2 separate regions of the Zea mays genome follow, and region 1 is linked to region 2. Evidence: chromatin contacts called from public Hi-C data. All regions are on one chromosome and are shown on one strand. Each heading gives the region's core, a stretch centred on a gene start, on an enhancer-like site or on the middle of the called end of the contact. The rest is flanking DNA. Distances are from core to core; before and after follow the strand shown. Region 1 holds the start of LOC103654636. Region 2 holds the start of LOC100383956.

The links. A called contact is a pair of places that touch in the nucleus more often than the background predicts.
Region 1: a Hi-C map of endosperm shows a contact between it and region 2, with 2.2 times the contacts expected there. The contact joins the promoter of LOC103654636 here to the promoter of LOC100383956 in region 2. A contact is called at or near these places in 2 of 25 Hi-C or Micro-C datasets (bundle sheath and endosperm).

Annotation. Positions count from the first base shown.
Region 1 is chr4:221,489,905-221,496,939 of Zm-B73-REFERENCE-NAM-5.0, reverse strand. LOC103654636 reads right to left here and starts at 5,080. Exons shown (of 14, transcript XM_020552840.3): 1 at 4,890-5,080; 2 at 4,592-4,677. The coding sequence starts at 4,957.
Region 2 is chr4:221,266,118-221,273,162 of Zm-B73-REFERENCE-NAM-5.0, reverse strand. It overlaps LOC100383956, which reads right to left and starts at 4,463. Exons shown (of 4, transcript NM_001366852.1): 1 at 4,300-4,463; 2 at 2,582-2,648; 3 at 971-2,429. The coding sequence starts at 2,324. The coding sequence ends at 1,014.

The DNA.
Region 1 (7,035 bases), core at 3,831-6,330, 220 kb before region 2:
CTCAACTGGACAATATGACCTTCCATTTTTTCCGATTGGTGAGGTGGTCCAATCGGTCTTTCCTGACGCTGCTCATGAATGGGCGAGCGAGGTCGCCTTGCTGGCCGGTCACTGGGGCTGGCCTTCTTTTTCACATACTTGAACAATAATTGATCGAAGGTCGGGTCGGGTTTGACCAACCGACCAGCTGCCTTGAACGTGTTAGTTTTCCACGTACCTATTTCTGGTTGTCGTGGTTTGAAGGTACGTGGTCGCCATGGCTCCTTAGCGTTGTCGGACCGTCCGCTGGAACGCTCCGGACCGTCTGGCGATGTTACGAACCATTCGCGCCTGGACACTGGACCGTCTGCGATGCGCAGTATTGGTTCTCGCGCATGTTCCCTTGTCTGCGCTTGCCCCCCTGAGCCGGAGGTTGTGATGGTCACTTTCAGTGTCTCCCCTCCATCAGGAGTCTTCTCGGCCACCACTTTCCTGCAAGAGATTTTGTTATTTCCATCGGCCTCCCGTGCGTTGCCGATGATTACTTCTTTGTTTTTTCCCTTATCGGCTGTGCTGGGCCGAATTAGGACCCTTTTGCCCCTGAAGTTGATCATATTCATTGGGAAGGGCTCTGTGTCCTCCTGAAATTTCAATCATCCCTCGTCAATGGCCGATTGGATTTGTCGTCGGAACACATTACAATCATTAGTGGCATGGAAAAATGAGTTTTGCCACTTGCAATATGCGTGACGCTTTAGTTCGTCGGCGGGTGGAACGGTATAGTCGATCTTGATGTTACCATTTTTTAGTAATTCATCGAATATATTATCACATTTGCCGACATTAAATGTAAACTTAACCTCCTCCTCCGTTTCTTTTGAACTGACTGCAAGGAGGAGCAAGCCGAAGATTTATCCTGCTCAGGCTAAACTATTTCGGCAGTGTAAACTTCCTTTGGTTCATCGTCCGAACTAACTTGATTGTGTTCTACTATATGGACATTATGATGAACCGTTTTGACTAGTTCTTTGCTTCGGCTTTCACAAGCCAAAGCTTTCTGATGTAATTGTGCTAGCGTAAAGAACTGGATGCCTTCTAATTTCTCTTTTAAATAATAGCGCAATCCATCAAAGGTTATCCCCGCCAGTTGTTTATCTGTTAAATGAATTTGAAAACATCGGTTTCTCGTATCCCGGAATCTCCGGATGTAATCATTAACCGATTCATCCTTTTCTTGTCGTAGGGCCACTAAGTCTACTAAATTTAGCTCGTAATCGCTAGAGAAAAAATGTTCATGAAATTTTTGTTCTAAGTCTCCCCATGACAAAATGGAATTAGGAGGGAGCGTGGCATACCATGTGAATGCAGTCCCTATTAAAGATAATGAAAATAAACACACACGGAATGCTTCGGTGTCGGTCAATTCTCCTAATTATGCTAAGAACTGGTCTATATGCTCACGCGTGCTCTTCCCTTGGTCACCCGAAAACTTTGCGAATTCAGGTATTCAGGTCCCCTGTGGGTATGGGAGACAGTCAAAATGGCTACCATAAGGTCTCCGATATGACTGCCCCCCGGGGACTATACTAACTCCGAGCTTATCTCGGAACGCCCCAGCTATTTCCTCTCTTATTATATCGATGGCAGCCGGTGGGAGACCACCGGCTCTTTGGTCCAATATGGGTGAGGTTGTTTGGATGTTGGTATGTTGTTTTCCTCCCCATTGGTTTGGGTTTTGCGGCACATTAATACATGCCCTATGAGGCTCATAAGACTGGCCATTTTTTTCTGGCCTTCTAGGGGCCGGAAAGTACTCACTCCCACGGGTTTGGTAGATTATATTATGGTGCTGGCGTGTCGTATGGTGAGATGGGGAGTCTAGCTGGGACGGATACGGAGTTGGATATCCATCCTCCTCAAAAAACTATGTACCGGACCGTCCGACATTATATTCGGACTGTCTGGCGCCATACGCAGACGGTTTGAATGGTTTATCTAGGGTTTGCACGGCATGTGGCGGCTTGGGTGCAGGCCTCGGTAATTCGCTTCTAAAAATGGGATCGGCCGCCGCTGGCTCGGACGGTCCGCGCTCACGTGCGGACGGTCCGGACATGCGCAGATCGACAAATTTATCGCCGATGTGCGTGGGAGGCTGTTGTTGCCCAAGGTACATGTCTGTCGGCATCCCATAAAGGGGTTGTGACTGGTCGTGACAACCTGTAGCCGATGAATTACGTGTGTATTCCCTCAGTTCAACCTTGTGCGAAGGAAGATTTGCAATAGTAGACTTATCAAGCGCACGCACTAGCCTTTTATGATCATTTTGTATATCTCCTACGATACGTTGCATCTGCTTTCGCTGTTCGTCTATGTAAGCTTTAAGAGATTGGAGTTCATTGGTGCTACTTACATTGGGGGTAATCGTAGTAGGTCAGAGCGAAGCCAGATCTATCGCCCGTTGCCGAATGACTTTGTTGTTCCTGTCTACCTTGAAGTCGGCCAGGAATTTCGCCTTTGCTTCTCGGATCAGCTGCTCCTGGCGCTCCTCGAATAGGAGCAGTTTTTCAGCCGGCAAGGTTTCCCATGTCGGCATGATGATATTGCTGGTGGAAACTTCAGAGCTATCTTTTGAACCGACCATTGAGGGCCGATCTCGATAGGTCTATATGAAATCGTCCCCAGCGGAGTCGCCAAAAAGTGTGTTGGCGCCTTTTTCGGGCGCCAAACACTACACAAGAACCAGCGGCGGTGCTCTCTGCGCAGGGGCGGACGGTCCGCGGCCTGGCGCGATGCTAGGGTTTCCTGCCTGACGGCCTGACGGTCTGCGCCCTAGGGCCGGACGGTCCGCGCGTGCGCAGGGGCGGCGGAAGGTCGCCGGCGGCGCCTGGATCTCGCTCCCGGGAGGGACCCCGTCAGGGAGGAGAGATCCTAGAAGTTGTCTAGGCTCGGGCAGGCCGACCTAGACTCCTCTAATCGACGTAGAGTCGAAGAGAAGCGGAGAATTTGGGGATTGAGAGGCTAAACTAGAACTAGACTAGAACTACTCCTAATTGTACATGAAATAAATGCGAGATAGAAGTATTATTGATTCGATTGATTCTTACAAATCGGCAGTATACCTCTCTATTTATATAGGAGGGGGGCTGGACCCTTTACAAACTAATTTCCCGAGCTAATTCCACGAATCTAGCTAACAACCTTAGCACAAAACTCGGAACCCTAATCTGCTCTGCGCACGCGCGGACCGTCCGGTCTCAGGGCTGCACCGTCCGCGCTCAAATTGGTGCTCAACAGTGGGACAACAAGGGGATCGGACTCGATGCCTGAGATGGCAGCGGCCATGGAGCAGCGCTGAAGAACAACACGCTAGAAGCGGAAGCGGCAGGGAAAAAACCTAGACTAGTGATACCATGTGAGTGAAGTAGAATGCAGGAATTGTGTCTATATTGATAGAGTAGAGTGTTGTTACATATATAGGGGAAGAGCCAGAGGCAAAAGAAAACCTCCTAAACAAGGAAACCGCATGACCCTAATTGATCCTTACCATCCTGGACTCTTCCCCAAATCTCTCTCTTTCATCTCCACGAGAAGAAACAGAACACTGCACCAAGACTTGACTGCCAACAATTGGATACACGACATCAACCTTCAGCATCGAAACTTCTCTGCCCAACATTTGCCGAGTACATCACGCCTATGGCAAGAGACTGAGGCGCAACATCCTACTAAGAATGGCACGCTACATGGAAATTTGAGGAAAATGGAGAGTACTCTGCTTCTTCGGCTTACCAGGCCCAGTTTATAGGCGCAACCCGCTATAATTTTGAAGCCATAATATGGAAACCCTGGGCTCCGTTTGAATGTAAATTCTTGAGGTGACTTGCAATTCAGAACCGAATTTGGACCGTTCACATATTAGAAGCCTAGACGTGCCCAAACCAAAGGGATCTGCCCACTATGTAGGCTACATGTGGAATCAGGCCGGCACCTTTTCAGAGACTTACAGTTCACTAAACGACTATGGATCAAAATCGCCGTCTGGACAGCAAATTCTGATTTGCACCTGAATGCTTGGCCGCAAACTTTACGGTGCTTTAGAAAATCAAGGACGAGGTGAGAGTTTGGATCATGGTGGGAGGCTGGGAGCAGAGCACAATGATAACCTCTTGAACCACCACCGTCCGTGTTTTTTGACCCGTCGCTCCTCTGTCGGAGGTATTTTTTTCCCTTCTGTACTTAATTGTATAATTGGTGCGTTTTGTACAGTGCTTGTCTGGGCAACCCCTTCTTTTTAACACAGTGGGGACCTCTCTTGCCGGTTTGTTTAAAAAAAATAACTTCAGAATCAGAAGGAACTATCCCATCCTTCCTCGTAATCAGCTAGCTAGCTAGCTCTCTATCCGTCGTAATGATGGTGTGGTTCATGTGTTTTTTTTTTTGATAAACAAGAGGTGAAATCGCATGTCATTGCGTGTCAAATCGTCTATATAGAGTAGAACAGAACAGATTATATTACATGTCAAATCATGGCGACATATTTTCTGCGGAACAGAATGAAGAATGGATTATTATTATTTTTTATATATCTGCATCAAGAAAGGTGAATTCGCACCTTCGTATTGCGTGACCCTGGCCGGCGAGATGGGTGCTCGATTCTCGTCATCCTCCCACAGGGCACTAATCTTCACGCGGTACCATCTGCATGCGAACAAAAAAAAAATCAAAGGCCAAAAATATTTGCTCTCCAAATCGACAAACAATGCAATGCATATCTTTTTCTACCCATCGAGGGGAGTCGAAAAACGAATGCCGTTAAAAAAATACGAGAAAGTTAACATGTTCTTCAAAGGGAAAAAAAGAAAGGGACTGGGGATTTTTTTTTTTTTGGTCTCTCTCCGAATCCTTGATACCCTTGCTGGAACAGGTCCAGGTTGTGGAAGCGGTCGATGTAAATGGCCACCTCATGCGCCGTCTCCATGGCGACCGACCGACGTCCGTGCAGGGATCGCCACACGGCGGCGAATCGACGCCGGCGAGACCGGCCACCCCTCTTCCCTCTCCCCGTACGCCTTGTCGCGCGGCCACGCAAGCGACCTCCTCTTTTTCTTGGCCCCTTGGTGTCCGGCAAATATTTCTAAGCCAACCACAATGGTCGGACGGACTCATTAGTGGGCCTAAATACCCTAGCAGCTCGCATCGGCAGGCCCATTCGTGGAAAAATCTTCTTGAATTACGATGAGGCCACCAACCTTCCTCTCACACTATATATCTCACTTACTATTCAAAACTTCACTATATAAACAGTGTACAAAACAATATTTTGCACGTTTATATCCATGCTCCGTTGTAGGTATCTTAACACTAGTGCTATAACATTTGAGAGGCTCATCATTATTTAGGAATATATTCATGTACATACATCTGGGCTGGCAAGCACATCATAGTATGGCCTGCTAAAGCACAACCTCATTTGTGACCGTGCTAGCCCACGGGCCAAGCCATCGATCCAATACAAAGAAATTTATTCGGTCACTAAAATTAATCAAATGAAATGAAGCATAAACATAAGTACAAAACATATATGACCAAAAAATTGAGCTATTTTGTGGCTGTCGCGTTAAAAAACATTTGATCATAAGGGAAAAGGAGTCCAACCAGCGAGGTACAATTATTGATTTTTGACCCAAAACTTGACCCAATCCAAAAAACGGCTCAAAGCCAAAAAAAAAAACCGATCTGACATGTCCAATAGGGAAGCGTGGGCATACGAAGTCATACTCATACCCACTAGGAAAAAATTGACTCATACCCATACCCACTACCCATCATGGTTACAAAATTACGCCATACTCATACCCACCATGGGTAGCGGGTACCCATCAGATACACATACTCATTAACATTACGATAGACATGATCATTTGAATCGCAAAAATAAATACCAGCATAACAAATGTATCGAACCCAACATAATTTTATCACAGGTTCAACAAATATTCAAAATTAAATGGCAACATCATGCCTTCAAATCACACAAAACATAGCATTGATTCTACAAAACTGTGGACAAAATCATGTCTTCAAATCTAATTGTTCAATACACAATACTTAATATTTGAATATATTAGCGGGTTCCCCATCGAGTAGCGGTTATGGGGCAACAGAGAACATACACATGCCCACTGTACCCGATGGGCATAACAAATGACCCAATAAAATATCCATAGGTATCAAAATCCGCCATACCCGTACCCTAGTAGGCTTTTTATCCATCGGGTTCGAGTTTCGGGTACCCATTGTCATCCCTAGGGAAGCGCGAGCCGACCCAACTTGACATTAGACATGGGTCGAGTATAGGCCTACCAAATAACCCACGGCCAACCTTGACCTGATTTGAATCTGATCGACCTCCATGCAACTAGTACGAGTATCATTGTATTTAATCATAATCCATCTAAAAATAGCACTGGAATTAGCTTGCTTAAATGTAGGGGTAGAACGTACAAGTAGGGCCCCTTTGGTAGGGCTTATTTTTCAGCTTCGGCTCTGGCTCATGCAAAAGTTGTGCCAAACACCTTTTTTTCAAATGGCTTCACCAGTGAAGTGCTTTTCCAAAATGAACTAGAGGACATGAGCTAAAAAAATAATTAATTTTTTTTCAGCTCACGTCATTTTTGCACAATAGCCCTCCCACCAGTCCAAATTAATTTTTTTGGTCCTGCCCTCAATCCCTAGCCACGTACAGGAGAGATCGACCACGTAAAAAGTAAACTATACAAGGGTCTTTCTGAAAAACAATCTATAAGCCGTTTTGCCAAATGATTTTTCAGAATGGCTTTGGCTCATCTAAAGAAGTGGCTTCACCTCGTGAGCCAGAGCCAAAGCCGTTTTTGGAGAAGCCAGAGCCCTGCCAAAGCGGCCCGTAGTTTATCTCAGAAATCAGTAATGAAAAACGATTTTCAACTCTGGCAGAGGGCCCTGAATATCTTCCTTGTAACCAAAATTTGAAGGGAAAAAAATCAATTAAAATCCTTCCCGGGATGTATGTGCCAAAGG
Region 2 (7,045 bases), core at 3,214-5,713:
GTGAGCCCATCGTCAACCGCACCCTAGTGCTGAACCTTCTGTGTGGCCTTAGCCCCCGCTATAGCAGCTTGAAGGCACTCATCGAGCGAACTGTGCCATTCCCCACCTTCCACAACGTCCGCAATGAGCTTGTCCTCGAGGAGCTCACCTTGGAGACTTAGTCCCCTGCCTCCACCATAGCCCTCTACGGTGTGCCATCTGGTGGTCGGGCGCCCTCCGGAGGCAAGGCCCCTCACCCTCTGTCGACAGGGGCCCCCGCACGCCCTCCCTCCGGTGGTTAAGGAGATGGGTAGCAGTGTTCAGGGCTTCTGCGAAGTAGCTGGTAGGAAGAGATGCCTGAAAAGGGAGGCAGGAGATCATTTTAGTGGTGGTGCGAATGATCCGTTCGGCCTGAAAATTCTAAGGAGAAGTGTAAGGGCACGAGAGAATGGCAGGGCCCTGCGCGCCCTCCCACAATCCCCAATAACCAGCAAGCACATCGTGCACAAATAATGTGAAATCAGGGTAGCGTCAGTATGGATACCACAATTCTTCCACACTTGATGTAAATAGTCTGTTATTCCTAGATCATTTATATAACTGCAGTTAGCATAGATACGGTAAATGTAGCCAATCACAAGTTGATGATTAAAGCAATGCTTTGATTATATGTAAATCCAATATGAGCAGAAATATTAGGAATCACCTAGCTTAAAACTCATTACACTGTTGTTTTTGGTTCCCTCCGGTAACAAACATTGATGCATTTTTTTAATATACAGATAAAAAATGTCTATATTAACAGAAAACACAAACAAGAATAAGTTCCATATCTAGTAAATTAAAACAGAAAAGGTTTGAATAAAAAATAGCAGTTCAATTCTTTTCTTTTTAATATAATTATGTGCACCTCTCGTGCGCATTTGAGAAAAAAAAAAGATGATGAATAGAAAGCCTTTCCTTAGTAAAGATAGTTCAAAAGCCCACTTACTTGTTTACCATCTTAAATATTGTAGTGTTGATCAAGAATTAAGTTATGGATGGTTCCCCTTGCCTTTCAGCTTAAGCTCTAGCTCTAACTCCTTATGTCTCAGCTCAAGTTCCAAGCGTTTGTTCTCAATCACCATATGTTCATTCTCCAGTGCCATTCTTTCTATCTCCCTGTCCTTCTTCTTCCTGAACCGCTCCCACTTGTGACGTTGCTTTGTGAGTTCCAGTTCCTTTGCTTCAATCTGCAAGCGACGTTTCTGAATCTCTATGGCTTGTGAAGCCAAGTCCTGTTGCAACAAAACCATGTTGGTTGCATCTGTGAAAGCCTTGTTGATGTCCACTGTTACATCATGGGGATCAGACCTCTCACTGCCTTCATGAGAGTTTGATGTGACCAAAGCCACATCTCTGTGGCGCTTCCTTTTGGTGGTTGAGGGCTCCCTCATGCGTGTATGCACAGGATATTGCTCTTCATCATTCTCCCCATAATCAGAATCCGCACTTCGATCGTCTTCATCAGCATCTCCACTTGCTCTCCGAAGATCATGCTCCTCTTTACATCTAAGGGCAAGCAGTAGTGAATGCTGAAGTGCATGATCTTCAGGCAAATTTGCACGGTTGTTGTTGTGGTAGGAACACATCTCCTCATAAAATAAGTGCTTTGAGCTAAGTATCTTTTTTGCATTGTCTTTCATCTTATCAGAAAGATGATTCATGCTATCAAGAAGTGCTGGATTAGCCACAACATTGCAAGCAGTGCCCATGCCAAGGATGTCTATCAGCCTTTTGTATCTCTTGTTAAGGTCATTGAACTTGTCCTCGCACTGTTGCGGTGACACATGGCAACCTCTCTCTCCCATAACCTTCGATATCGCCTTCCATTTGCCCTTCTTCTGCGTTATTGCAATGTTCCTCCTGCCACCACCAGAATCAGCACCATGATCATCTCCAGTGTAAGACACTGCTGTAATCAAAAGTTTTACCATTGAATCTGTCCACTTCATCCGATGCCATGCAGAGCCCTTCTTGCCTTTTCCACTTGGGGTATCAGTAGCATCTTCAGCCATATCATGTTCTTCACCATCACTCATGCAGTTCTTTTGGTGATGACTATGGTATTGGTGGTGGTGGTGGTCATCACTCTTTCCATGTTCTTTGAACTGAAACCCAGGAAAGTCATCAGGTTCTGTAGCCCTGGTCATAGACATTGTGAAAGTCCCCGGCATCTGGGAGCTGCTGAAGATCTGTTTTCCTGAGTTTGGGGCATGTTTTGCCATAGAGTCGCCATGTAAGTCTAAACTATCATAGGGAGCCCCTTGCAACATGTTTCCAGGGGGTAGGTCGTTGCCTTCCATTTGCTCAAATGGATCACCCAGACAATTAAATTATTGTTAATACCATATAAGGATGCAGGAGGTTCCACAAAACTTCACATCAATATCAGGGTGTCACCTGGATTCCTGGAAAAGTAATTTGGGATGAAATTTTAAAATCCATTCCGTGCATATTCACTTTTTTATGTGTGAAACCACAGCACGGCCAGAGCTCAATTTTTTAGCAGGATCACCTAAGATCAAAGGAAAACATGAAATTTGATGACACAATTCTGTACCATATTTCTCTAGAGATAATTTTGCAGAGTGGTATACGAGTGAGACCATTCAGCTCAGCAAATCTTCCTGATTGCATTGATGATATCATAATTTGTAACCAAATGAGTGGCAGCATGTAAAGGAAACATTGCAGGGAGTCAGAAACTGGATCGAGTAAAGTAATGAGAGCTGTAATTGAAGTTGCGGGGAGCCATTTTACCTAGGTCATTGATTTTTTTTCCTAAATTAGTGAGGCGGCATTTTTTTCTCAAACACGCAGGAGGACTGCATATTATTTCATTAATAGATAGACAAAACAGTCCGAATACATGCTGATTCCACGGCTTTGGTTAGTTTTCTTGTACATCTGCCCCCATTAAAGTAGATAGAAACAGCATAGCCCAGCTAATGTCCTAGGAGAGAGCTCAGTACAGCCCTTTAAATTAGATAGAAACAGCATAGCCCAACTGATGTCCCAGAGGTGACATGGCTCGTTCGACTCATGCAACATCGTCAGCTCCGACAGTGACATGACATCAAACACACACTGATTCCAATGTTTCAAGATCGTCCAAGCAATGATGATGACTATGTGTTTAGTCCCTTCCTTGCTGCCTTGGGCACCCTCCTCATGCTTCATCACCACCATGCTTGGAATTTATCATCGTCATGTGATGGCGCAGGGACATTAAGTCCCAGACGATGAAGCACAGCAAACCACGCTAGGCGTGAAAACACACAAGATATCAAGACATGGTCAATAGTAGCTAGTGTTATCATTGACTTATATAAGAGAACAACTTGTTCACCTAGTCGTCAAAGATGCCATTTTGATATAGAAGTGAGTGACTAACTTCAGTATCTAAAAAACTCCATACAATTAGTGTGGTGATACCTAATTAGTAGCTAGTGGTAACATAGTATTTTCGTGCTTCAGCAATGGGTTGGCCGCCTAAATGGGTAACCAATCAAGGCAACGACTGCTATGCAAGCAGTGGTTCTGTGCAAGCGTGCAAGCAAACTATCTGATCCATTAGATTACGATCCAACCATAGATACAACCATGATTTGTTAGGAGCTTTTTTATAAAGATTATTGAGCTGGTGGTGGAAGGGTTTAAGTGTTAAATGTGACTTACGGTTGGATCACGATCTAATGGATCAGATGATTTGCTTGCACGCTTGCACAGAAGGACTATTTGCATAGCAGTCGTTGCCATCAATCTAAAGGTGAACATACACCCAAAACATGGATTCTTATCTGTATCTAATAATGATTTTAGGATAACACTGATGTAGCGAGCATCATCATATTCACATTACGATAAGAAGGTATGCTCATTCCAATAAACAGGGCAAAATTGCAGAGCTAATATCCTGATGCCACCAGGGAACCATTTCTTCGCCTAGCCCCAATAGATCCCATACCGGTATCATAATAAGCCCGGTATAATTGAGACTTCGCGGAGCTTGAATCAAAGGTTTAGAATGAACCGCATCAACTATCTATTACCCCCGACCCCTACTATCGACGAGAACGAATCTGCGCGGCTGCGCCGATGACGGCAGTCCTACAATCAGGCAGCCTACGAGCGGAGCAAGAACCACCCACTACCAGGAACAGCACATTGGCCTCACCGCAATCGCAATAGCGGCAGAAAAAGAAACGACGGCAGCTAGACACAACAGCACTCAGTACAGCACCATGTCCCAGAAAGAAAGCGGGTGGACATGCTCACCGTCGGGGCACGGCGCGCACGGCCAGCGAGGAGAAGAGTCCCGCGGCACCGCTGCCACTCGCATGCCACCAGCCGCGCACCTCTCCTTGGGTTCCTCCTTCCCTAGGCAATGGGCACACTAGGGCCTAGTGACTAGGCAAGGCTGTTCTCTTCTTGGGGTTGGCAGCCAGAGCTGAGGAGGACGGAGGACGACTAGGAAAAACCATTAAACTAGACGGAAAAGCTGGAGCACGAACTGAAAGCACCGCGCCGCGCGTGTCCGTCCGGCCGCTCTCTCTGACATGCTGGGCAAGAAACGTGGAACCCGCGTGTCACGCACGGCGGCGGGCAGAAACTGTGGGCGGGTGCGCTGCGCTGTGCCCGTGTGGCGCCCTGGCCCTGGCGCGTGGGTTATTTTAACGTGGGCCCTCTACAGGGATGAAAAACGGTCGGAAACGGTATTTATTTGATAATCAGTTTTTTAGTTGTTTTTCTTTAATTGCGAATAAATAGGATATATAATCTATAATACAAATTTGTATTCTTGTTTTTAACATCTAGCTTGTAAAGATTCATAAAAGGTAAACATCAAACTCATCATATATTTTCTTAAATAATAGATATAAACTTTGGTATGGATTCGGAAACAATTTCGGTAAATTTTTTAACCTTTTATGTTGTAGGGAGCAAATAATATATAAAAAAATTTATGTAATATTTTATTCATATTTATACTAATGTGCTAGATAACATAAAAAAAGATCAACATCAAATTTTATACATATCTATTTTAAAATATTAAATTTATTCTATCAGTTCGGATTACCACTTTCATTCCTAGCCCCTTGTGACCCCTAAAATCACTAACTCGCTCTCACTTGGAGCTCACTAGTCTGACTATTATTGTTTGGCCTAGAATGAAATTATAGACCCACTAGAGCTGACATCAGTGTTGCGCCTTCTAGGAGTCTGTATTTGGGAAAGTATGTTGCGCCATTTTTTCGATAGTATTTAAGAGCGAATCCAGATGCGTCTTAAATATGAGTCAAACAAAATTAACACATATAATAACTCAGTATATAGAGAGAAATATCACAAACTTTATTACATAACGAAAATATCTTACAAAATAACTGATAATAAATAAATTAAACTAAGATAAATATCTCCTTGGCGCCAACAGGTGACTAGGAGACGATATCTACATTTCATCGAGCTCGTCATAGTAGTCCTCCTCCAGTGGTTTAGGGTTTAGGGTTTCCGAGTTTGTGACTCATGGATTAACTCACACTAAAGGGAAAACATAGATCAACTCACACTAGCTTTTCTAATTATTTAGCCAAGGGCATCTCATTCCACCTTTATGGTAGTGTTGGGACCATGCTTCGTCGCCGAATGTCCTGTAGAAAGAAACAACTTCGGCTGAAGCTGCTTGTACGCGATGCCGAAGGTGCCACTTCGTGAAGCTTCGGAATTACAAACCGACTTAAAGATAGAATGACTTTTTAGTCCATAAGAGTCCGAGTCATTGTTGTAAATTTTTACGAGGGGTATGATTGTAATTCCTCACGGGTCGTGTCCTGTGCCTATAAATAGTGAACAGTATTCTTTTACTGTTCACGCATTCCTGTAATTGCAAACGCTTCACTCGGGAATTATTATTTGTCAAGGCAGAGGTATAAATGTTCATAAAACATTATGTTCAAGCATCTTAAATTCGTATGATAAGATATGTGAATAATGTCACTTATTTCCGATATATTCATCTTTAATGTTTCACATTGTATATTACTTTGTATTATCTTTGTAATTTTAATTACGAAGGTATAACCTTCGTAATATTCTGCTCATGGTCTTCGTCCGAAGTTCATTAAATCCTTAGGGAAATAATGCTTCAGCGGACGAAGGGCATTAATATTTGACATTTTATGTTGCCTTGTTCTTAATTCATAGCATTTGAGAGCAAGTCCCCAACAGGTAGCACTGTTTTTCCAGGTGGTTCTCTATGTTCCAGTTAACACAATAATCTTATCATGAAAGTAAATAATCCTACAATAATAATAAAGTATGATCTTAATTCATATCGTATTACTTCCCAAAAATCAGGTAGAGCATAGCCAAACTACCCAATAATTCATTTGCATGCAAGGTGTAGGGTAAACAAAACTAGGGTGACCTATTAGGTCCCATCAAATTAACCCGAGCATGCCACAGTGATTAACAGGAACATTATTAGGTAAAGAGGAGTGATCGAGGGCACAACTTGCCTTCAATGAGCTCCTACTCAGAATCTTCAACCTGCTGTACTCTGGGCTCCTCGGTCACTTGCTCGTCTATTCGCAATAATACAAACAAACAATTTGCATAGGAGAAATTAACATCACACCAAACATGAGGATGAATTGCATATTAATGTTCTACTCGTCGATACAAGATCGTAGGTTCAAGATCCACTAACATCGAAGTTATGGTTATAAAGATATGATATTCTGAAGTTCTAGATGATTAAATAATGAAGATATATATATTCTATGTTAATTAATATAATTGATGTCAGAAAAGACATAACTAACTTTGTTTAACTTTAATCCAAGTCACTACTTGATTAGAAATCATATTTGAGTTAAATTATAATAATATATAAATTAACCTAGAATAGAGGAGTTAATCTACTGAATATATATGGAACATTTTCTAACTATAAACATATGTGTGCTGGTATAGATTATGTTGTTAGTGCGTAGGAAATATTTTTATGAAGTTAACG